Linked DNA regions of Anas platyrhynchos: regions 1 and 2 are each linked to region 3. The links are chromatin contacts, called in public Hi-C maps. All regions are on one chromosome and are shown on one strand. The core of a region is the stretch at or near the end of the contact, and the rest is flanking DNA. Distances in the headings are between cores, read along the strand shown. Region 1 holds the start of STXBP5L (syntaxin binding protein 5L). Region 2 overlaps GTF2E1 (general transcription factor IIE subunit 1). Region 3 holds the start of POLQ (DNA polymerase theta).

What was found. A called contact is a pair of places that touch in the nucleus more often than the background predicts.
Region 1: a contact with region 3 is called in a Hi-C map of F1 follicle, with 2.4 times the contacts expected there. The contact joins the promoter of STXBP5L here to the promoter of POLQ in region 3. A contact is called at or near these places in 2 of 8 Hi-C or Micro-C datasets (F1 follicle and small yellow follicle).
Region 2: a contact with region 3 is called in a Hi-C map of F1 follicle, with 2.9 times the contacts expected there. The contact joins the enhancer-like site here to the promoter of POLQ in region 3. A contact is called at or near these places in 2 of 8 Hi-C or Micro-C datasets (F1 follicle and subcutaneous adipose tissue).

The regions. Positions count from the first base shown.
Region 1 is chr1:84,435,331-84,438,496 of IASCAAS_PekinDuck_T2T, reverse strand. STXBP5L (syntaxin binding protein 5L) reads left to right here and starts at 1,768. Exons shown (of 30, transcript XM_072043761.1): 1 at 1,768-2,382; 2 at 2,457-2,659. The coding sequence starts at 2,468.
Region 2 is chr1:84,494,295-84,497,546 of IASCAAS_PekinDuck_T2T, reverse strand. The region is part of intron 2 of GTF2E1 (general transcription factor IIE subunit 1); the gene reads left to right. Among named protein-coding and RNA genes, the nearest start is that of GTF2E1, 20 kb to the left of the region's middle. Within about 2 kb of position 1,891, at least 1 of the 8 cell types and tissues checked has an H3K27ac peak or open chromatin away from gene starts, as enhancers often do. A contact at or near this core is called in F1 follicle, where this site is marked.
Region 3 is chr1:84,156,753-84,159,924 of IASCAAS_PekinDuck_T2T, reverse strand. It overlaps POLQ (DNA polymerase theta), which reads right to left and starts at 1,658. Exons shown (of 30, transcript XM_027449663.3): 1 at 1,468-1,658. The coding sequence starts at 1,630. METTL16 (methyltransferase 16, RNA N6-adenosine) reads right to left here. Exons shown (of 9, transcript XM_005014969.6): 9 at 2,112-3,172. The coding sequence ends at 2,843.

The DNA.
Region 1 (3,166 bases), core at 519-3,018, 280 kb before region 3:
TTTTTCTTTTTCTCTAAAAGTTTATTTTTTTAACTGCAATTCTGCAGTGCGAGGTTACAAACACTTTTGGATACTCTGAGATGATAAATAATCAACACCCAGATCTTAGTACTGATAACCTGAAAGGCGGATGTTGATATTCCAAAAATATACATATCCTATTCTATTTCCAAAGGCATTTTATCGTTCTTCTAATTTCAATCTTCACTTTTCTTCACTTAGAACTAATTATCTTATCCACTTTTCTCCCTTTAGCATCCCCAACTCTCGGTCTATTCTCTTTTTTGCAAGTCTGTCCATGACATTTTCTTCATCCTAGTTATCTCATTTTTAACCTTATCTTTCCCTTTCACATTTACAATTCATGTTCTTATCTTTCGTGTTTTGTTTTGTTTTGTTTTTGTTTTTGTTTTTGTTTTTTACTTTCTTTCCTCACATGCTTTGCCTGTAGTGAGCACAAATCAGTAGGACGTGGCATTAGGACATGGCATTCTTCAAATAGCCTCAGTTGAGTTTTGACTTTTCCTTATTTTCCAAAACACTTCACTTACATCTTTACAGATTTGCTTACTCAGTGCTGTCGCCCTTTTCATTCTGTCTCCTAGCCATAGTCCTTAACATATCTTGTTTCCCCTAACAAATCCCGTTCCTTTTTCTGGCTACAGAACCCTTTCCAGTTTCATCAGAAACGTATCCTTTATTTTTCAACAGGACGCGAGTCAAGCTTTATTCCTTGAACTTCACTGGAATCTTTTTATTGTTCAGATGGGGAGCACTAAAATCTTTTGGAACACAAACAGATGAGCTGAAAAATAAACACACGGAGCTCAATGTATGAAGCTGAAATAAATATTACCTTACAGAAACATAGGATTTACCAAAAAATAAAAAATAAAATTAGGTATTATGAGTACCAAAAATGATATAAAGCACGCCTGAAGAAGCTGCAAAATGTGACCAATGTGTATCACTTGTGTGGTTTTATTATACAAGAGATGCTACATATTTAGTGCCACACAGAGTATGTTCCTCACACTGTTTTAGTCACTTCTGAGCTTCCAGCCACGTTGACAGCACCACGTCATGAGTCACTGCTAATAGCTGCCTTCTCATTTCTGACCTGGATAAACTTTTTATGGAGTCTTGTGCATGGGTTAATGTTTCTGTAGTCACATCCTACATTGGAGATGCCACTCTATGTCACCTGCATGTGCTTGGGATAGGGTTTGGGTGACCAAATGGTGAAGGTGTGTTGTTTCACCACAGTGGTTGGGACGGCATCGCAGCAGCCGTTACTGGTGGCAACGGCAGAAGACTGTTTTCTGCCACATTTTGTGTCTGCTCCATGCTCCACACAGCGCAGGAGGGGGAGAAAAGCAAAGGAGGGGTGTTGTAGGGTGGCGTGTGAGGTGAGCTGAGGGGGCTCAGGGTGGCCACGTCCCCCTGGCGCCCCTCACGGCGCTGCCACAGCGCCAACGGCCAACAACCGCCGCTCGCACCGCATTGGGGCGGGGCGTCGTGAGGGGAAGGCGAAAGGGGAGGGAACTCGGCGGGGCGGCGCTTCCCATTGGCGGAAGCGCGTGCTCATCTCACCCAGCGCTGCGCCCATTGGCCCGCTCTCCGGCAGCCGCACCAATGAGAACCCCCCTCCCCTCCCCGAGCTGTCAATCCCCCAGGCTTCGCCCCGCCCCTCCCGGGCTTGGGGGCGGGGCTTTCAGCACCTCGGAGAGCGGCCGCCGCCCCGGGCTCGCGCTCCCGCTCCCGCTCCCGCCCCGCGCTCGCGCCGCGGCCGTTAGCGCCGACCGTTAGCGCCGGCCGTTAGCGGCGGTCGCCTCAGGGCCGGCGGCTGCCGCAGGAGGGCGGTGGCGGGGCGAAGAGGAGGAGGGGGGGGGGAAGGACCGTGGCAGCCGGCTCCTGTGGCGCTGAATAGCCCAGCCCCGCAGGGCAAACAAACCTTCGGCCGCGGGAAGAGGGAGAAGGGGATGGAGCCCGCTCCGGCAGCGGCAGGCTGAATTTTTTTTTTTTTTTTTAATTATAAATATATATATTTTTTCCGAATTTCGCCTTCGCTTCCCATTTTTTAACCCGCTGCTCGATGGGGGCTTGGGGAGCGAGGCGGGTGGCGGTTGCTCCATCGCTCCTCCGCCTCTGAGCATCAACCGTAGCTCCGCTGCTTGAGGAATTTTATTTATTTATTTATTTTTTAAATTATCATTATCTCATCATTATTTCTGAAGGGGGCTGCCCGAGCAGCTCGCACGCCCGCCAGAATGAAGCCTTCGCGTTTTTCCGTCAATTACACCTAATGCCGGGTCGGCACTAAAGTGCTGCCTCACTCGGAGGACCGCCACAGACTTTCCCCGCTACATGTAGCCGGACCCGGTACGGCGCAGCCTTTCTCCCACCCCCTCACCCCCCCCCAACCCCCCAACAACCCCTGCACATCTTCCTGGCAGATCTTTCCGAAATGAAGAAATTTAATTTCCGCAAAGTTTTGGATGGTCTGACCGCCTCCTCGCCCGGTGGCAGCGGCGGCGGCGGCGGAGGCAGCGGGGCTGGCGGCGGCTCCGTGCACCCGGCAGGGACTGCAGGGGCTGCGGGGACTCCCCGAGAGGAGGTCCAGGAGACGCTAACTTCAGATTATTTCCAAATCTGTAAGGTAAGGGCTGTAACCTTTATTCATCTCTACTACGGCAATAATAAACGCTCTTCTGTGTGTATGTGTTGTGTTTTTTTTTTTTTTTTTGAGGGGGGCAGCAACGTGATGCCAAGAAGCCTTTTTACTCGGGAACTGCAGTGGTTGTATAAGGACTTTGGAAATGAGGAGACAGCTCTCGTGCTCTGTTTGTCTGTGGTTCGGTTTTGGTTCGTTTTCTTACTGCTGCAGAGTTGGGGTAGCCAGGAAATTCGTAAAGCCTTGATTTCAGCATCCAGGGGCCAATCTGGAGTTCACTCTTGGGCTCCAAACTAGTAGCAAGATTGTGGACAGAAAAGCAGATCAATTGGTGCTAGTACAAATAATGTTTACAAGTCATCAGAAATTCAAAACAGTGTGTATCTACCCCCCTCCTCTCCGTTACCATCCTCTCTCCTTTTCCTTCTCTCCTTTTTTTTTTTTTTTTTTTTTTTTTTAAGAAAAAGGCACGAGCTAGAAATAAAAAGACAG
Region 2 (3,252 bases), core at 642-3,141, 340 kb before region 3:
ATTTGCATTTCAAAAGGATTGGCAAGGCTTTTAATTCCCTCCATCAGGAATGGCCAGGAAAGGCATTTCATCAGAACACAGCATCATGTCTTCAATGATTAAAGGAAATCTGGGAGTCGGAAGGAAATAGGCAGCTGCTTTGGCAGAACAGGAGCAAGCTCAGTAATGTAAAATAGCTCAGATAAAGCCCATCTGAAAATGGATCATGGAAAAAAAAAAAAAACTTCCCCTTCACAGTCAAACATTTTCTTCCTCTGAAGCTGTTCAGCAGTCTTATTCTTATTCTCCTGCTTGTTCCTGAGGAATTAAATGTGCCTGATTTGCTTCTTGGTCGCACTGACATGTGGCGCTAAGGCAGGCTGTCTTTCCTGCGTTACCTTCGCTGTTGGTCTCCACTGGTGTGGCCCCGCTCGCTGAGCTCAGGCTGAGTAAAAGAGTTAAACTGCCCTGCTCCTGGGCACGCTCTCACTGACAAGAAGACAAATGCGTTGCAGTTCTACTGCAAGACTGAGTATGAACCCTAATGTCGGTGTTTGTGGGAATATCCGAATGCTGCAGTTTTAAGTTGTGAAGAGATCATTAGCAACTTTGGGATATAATTCTCTGGAGTCAAGAGAAGAGACCTGCTTTTTCATTTCCATAGTAATTGCATTCAGTTGGTGAAGCTGATCTTAAAAGGTGTTTGCTTGCCTGTCCTCAGGCCTCAAGCAAAGCACCTGTACACCGTTGCAGTGAGTGGAGGACAAGGTTATAGCTTGACCGTAAAAGACAAAGGATTAGGTGATTTGTGATGCTTCATTCAACCTGAGATGGAGGGATGGCTGTCTTAATTGTTCTCTCTGCTTTGCGAACAAGATCATAGGAATAAATCACGTTTATTGCTGGGAACAGACTACATCAATTTTACAAATCCCCATTTTTATATGAGGAGTCAGTAACAGTTATAATTAAGTTGGCCGGTATATATACACAAATACTCTTGTAAAATCCTTAAAAATATATGTTGCAAAGGAGCTAATGAAGCAAGAAAAACGAAATAATCTTTATCTGCTATATTTGGTTTTATATAAGTTAAAATTTTCAGAAGATGCTGTTTCTGTGCAGAAGGGCTGTCTCTGTATTTGGCTTGATTCTTTGGGGCATTTTAAGGTATTTAACTCAAGGCAGGCTGTGCTCAGCACAATTGCTATACAATTTTTACACATATAATTTTTAATGTAACGACCAAATCTTGGGTGGCCACACCAGAACGTTTCTGCTGAGGTGTGTGTTCAGCCTGCACCTCGTCCTTCCTGCTGGCCAGGGGTTTGTGGCTGGTAAATGCCTTGGTGGTTCGTCTTAGCCTGCCTGGAGCTGAAAGCCCTAACTTGTAAAGCAGACAGGAACTTGCTTCTTTCAAGGAATGAAGGTCACTCTGCAGCTTAATATTATCTCTGAAATGAAATCCTAATCATGTCAATCTGTTGTACATTCGGTAGTCTGAGTGTTAAGGGTTTGCTGCCTTGTGTTATCAACTCTGCAGCGGTGACAGTCTCTTCCAGGGACAAATGGCTTCAGTTGTGAAAACAGAAGATGCAGCAGAGCCTCAGTTTAACCCATGCTCACATCAGCATGCAGTCTGGGGATCCTCCTAAATGTTTCTGGGGTGGCTGTCGTTTAGGTGCCACAGTAGAAACCTGCAGATCGACACACTGGGCATGAGCTCCAGAGATCCCCCTTCTACCACATTTGCATGGCTTTATAACTTAACAGTTAAGGTTTCCACCTTCAAGAGGGGAAATATTAGGACACCTTTCTTCACGCTTGCCTGATTTCTCTGGTTAGACTGACAGCTTTGCAAGCAAAGTTTTTCTCAGTACATTTTTTTTTTTTTCAGGGCTCCACTTCTGTGTGACTCTGAGCCTCTAGATCCTACCCAAGTAGAACTCATGCCTTAGAAATACCGAGCCTCTGCTAGCACTGTTGTAAAATTTCATCTTTGTTGATATTTAACTAGAAGACAACATGTTTGCAAATTTCTGAGATTCTTTTCTCTCTTTCTGTCTTCTTTTGGATTAAAGAGACTTTAGGGCAGAAATGAGTCCTTTATGCTCTGCTTCTCTCCCTGTGGAGTACAGCTGATCAGTTCTATCACAAATCCAAGTTCATCGCTGGTCTTATTAGCTGTAAAGGAAAGGAGTCAGAGCTTATCTCTATTTCAATTTTAGATACTACCTCTCTTCTATCAAATAAGGTGAAGTGTTAGTTAAATCTGTGCACAGTGCATTTCTAACAGAAGGAAATTCACCTGCCTCCTTGCAGTTGTGCTAATCCTACTTGCTCTGATGGAAGTGTTTATGGTACTGAGCATGAGTATGTACTTAAGGAGAAGAAAGGCAAAAGGAAGTAAACAACACATTGGGCCTTCTATATGGAACTTGAGAGCTGTGAGAGCTCAGATATGTGCAATTAACGTCAGTGTGTTTGTTCATAATCAGTTCTGGAAGGAACATTAAGACCCTGTAAGCTTCTCAATATGGGAAATCAGGAACATCAGTTTTAGAAATGTTTGAGAATTCATTTTAGTAGGAGTTTTTTTTTTTTCTTCAGATCACTGACTGAATCAGAATATGTGACAATTTCAAATATGCATTTGCTGATATTTTTTTTGAAGGCTATATAAAACCACTTTCTTTAATATATGCCAGTGTTTGCATGCAGGTATGCAATACAATTTTTCAGTGTCAAAACATTGATTCATCAACTTGTGATGGCTCTTCATTTAAGAACTGCTGTCAGCTGTGATGCAAAATCCTTCAATACATTTGTGATATGCTTTTTCTTTTTCACATTATAGCAGTTAGAGCTTGAAATTGCTGTCTTACTCAGAAGTTATCTCGTTGGAGAATATCTCTACTGGTACAGTCTCAATCACAGCCACTCACTTTGATCTTGTCCATGTAGGTCCTTGTAAGTGTCCTGAAATTGCAGTGTCTGAAAAATGAAGTTATGACATACTGTCTTCATCCCCATTCTGCCAATCTCAAGGTGCCTCTATACAGCTTATGACTGTCTTTCTTTGGCAGTATGGAAGGGAAGGTGCTGGTATAGGTGAGTAACATAAAAGTAATAGAAAAGGCACAATGCTTTGGACTGCAGTAAGCTTCATGTGGTTGACTTCTGACAATTTCTGTAGTTTACAAAGACAGTTTTGCATTCTAATTGTGGTTTCTACCACAAACATTTTCCAATTCTGTCTTATTAGTACATTTA
Region 3 (3,172 bases), core at 409-2,908:
GATTTCTACCAGCACATTCAAAAGAAAAAATCTAAAAGGAATTTTCCACCATTGTTGTAACAGTGGAAGGGCAAGGTAGATCAGAAAAACACTGCCTGCTTATGCTTGTAGTACTATGTACTGTGTAGCATCTAGAACTTATATTCAACATATGAAAAACTGCAACAACCTTCCTGAGGTTAACCCCAACCTAGCAATCACTGGTACTTGACCACTGTCCTGTGCACAAATACATAAAAAAGATGATATAGCTCAGCTCTGTGATAATCAAAACACTATACAAATACTGAACAAAACATTCAGCACTATTGGAAGTGAATAACAGCATGCCACAAGGAGAACAGGCTTCCCATGGGGCATTTAAAGGAGATCGGGTTTGTCTGTCCTTGACTGCCACCAGCGTGGCAGAATTAGGATTTGTAACCCTATAAAAGAGTAAAACAAAATGCACAAAGGGATCTCAAGCTTCTTTCCTAAAGTTAAAAACAGTGAACTATGTGTAAAAAGACAGCATGAGTAAAGGATTACATGATTCTAATGTTGGAAGAATACCTTGAGATTAGCACTGAACATAAGTTTCAAAACTTGTGCCTTAGGAAACAAGTTTTAAAGACCCATGTATACAAGCGCAATACTGCACTAACCTCTGTAACGTACTAGAAAAATGCTAAGAAAGTCAAAATGAGGATGAGACACACTGCTGGATTTAAAGACTGGGCATTTAGACGCATCTGAAGGAAAACCCTTGCAGAACCTGGGGTGAGGGGGACACACTGAGTCCTGGAGGTGTCCTGAGGAGACACGCACATCGCCTCGCTCAGCTCCATTCACAGGAGCTGACAAAACTGCATCTTGCAGCACGTAGCCACGCTGGGGAGAAGACGCTACCTGACTGCAGAAGCGGCTGGGAGATGTAAATCATTTAGAGAGTGATAAAAATATTGTGAGATGAAGTTACGAGCACCTGTGTCAAACGTTGCACATATAGGTGAGATATCACGCAAAACCACCACACTCCCCTGCCTTTGCAGGTATCAGGGCACTACGCAGGAACACTTAATGCCATGTTTTTATATCTAGTCCATTTCACCAGCTTCTTGTGCTCTTCAATCAACTCCAGCCAGGCGCTCCTCCCCGCACCCAGGCCATACGGATCGCTGTGCTGTGGCAGCACCTAGAGGCCAAGCCAAGCACAGGACCCGCGGTTGAGAGGCACCCAGCAGCACCGTGCCCGCCTCCAGCCGCCTCCCCTCACCTCCCCAGCGGGGCAGCAGAGCCGAGGAAGCCCCTCGGAGCCCCAACGCACCCCCCGGCCCCAGAGCGCACCCCCAGCCGCAGCCCCTTCCCTTCCCCTCCCTCAGGGAGAACCGGGCAGCACCGGGCGCTCCCCCCTGCCCTGCCCGAGGGCTGAGGGCGCCCACAAGCCCAACGCGCCGCCGGCAGCCCCGCTGCCCTCCCAGCCGCTACCTGGAGAGCCGCTGCCGTGCAGGGAGCGCTGGAGGCCGGGCGGGGGGCTCAGCACGGCCGGGCTGGGGGCATGGGGGCTGAGCGGTGCCCCCCTCCCCGCCCTGGGGGCAGCGGCCGCCCCGCCGCCGTTAGCGGGGGCGCCGCCATCTTCCCGCCGCGCCATTCAAACGGCGGCCTCTGCCCCCAGCGGCCGCAGCGCGCGGCTCCCTGAGGTGTTTTTTTTCTTCCCGTCCGTTCCACAAAAACAAATTCGGTCCCAGTGATACCTTTTGCCTCTTCCTGGCATGCCCCAAACACTTTTGTGGAGCTGTACGCAAGTGTGACTTGAGATTCTTCCCTTATTGCTACAGACGCAATGACACTAACCCGCTTTTACACCAATGACGCCCTTTTAATTACTTTTCCTCCATCCTAATCGCTATTGGTTTTCTTTTTGGAAGTGTAACAGCTTTGGTTAAGCAGCACTGAGGAGTGTAAGCTACTCATGTTGTACAAGGGGAAGGTGGAGGTAATTAACGAAGCAGGACACTGCAGTCTGCCTCAGAATAACAAGTGCATCACAGGCACACGGGCTTACCTTGTGAGGCTTGTCATCCTTGCATAAAACAGGCTGAAAAGATAAGCACACGATAGCACAAACAGACTTGCCTTCTATGTTTTCAATAGGTCACCTAGCCAGAAATAATCTCCTCAGATTCTGAAGGTGTACAACTAATTTAACTTCTCCAGAGACATCAATATTTAGGCATTAGAATGAAGTTTATAGAAACCGGTGCTCACTTACAGTAAGCTCTTCAGTGTTTCAAAGCCCAAACACCAGAAAAATACATCGTATGTATTCTAAAGTGATTTTTCTAAAGTGATTTTTTATCTGATTTGATAGTTGGAGGATATATCCATCCTGCTGCTCTGTAGCCCAACAGGTAAATGCATTAAGGGAACAGAGGCATACTTAAACCCTCAGCTGAGGACTCAGCTGCAGACGGCAATTCCCAAAGCAGGTAACAATTTCCTGCATTAGTTTGAAAAAGATTGAAGAAAATGTTTCAGTAAAGATTCCTACTTGGTAACAATATATATATATATATCTTTTGCATCAGAAAAAAAGACCAGAATGAGCACTGTTGATATTCGAAATGGTCACAGTATAGACACGTTGCACTGTAACATTTTGTTTTACAACTGAAGCACAAGAGATACTATTTCCCAGCATTTCATTGGACATGAAGTGATATTTCATGTACTCCTTGCACGTTTAAAAAAATATATTTAAAATATCTCCACTTTACTATTTTTTTTTTCTGACTGAAAATGTTAAACCATTACAAAGTTTACAAAATTTGAGGACTCATTCTACCAAAGTGGGGAAAAAGGGCTAACTAGCAACTAGTCGAAGAATTTGGTTCCGTAAGTATGTGCACAGCTGGTTCATCAAGTCTCTGTTCTGTCCTTCAACCCAGTGCATTTCTACTAGTACATCGTTTCCTTCTTTCTTCACATTCATTAAACACTTGAAAAGAAAACATCTACTAGTTTCTTTAGGACTCTGCCCTTTTTCAACTGCTGGATTGCCAGCTTCCTCTGAAGGCTGAGGTTCCTCCTTCGCATTACTGGAACCTTTGTTACATGACGTTTCTGCCTGCTTTGCTTCTGTCTCCTCCTCCTCCATGTGCGCACTATGTTCTTCTTTGGCAGCAGATTCTTC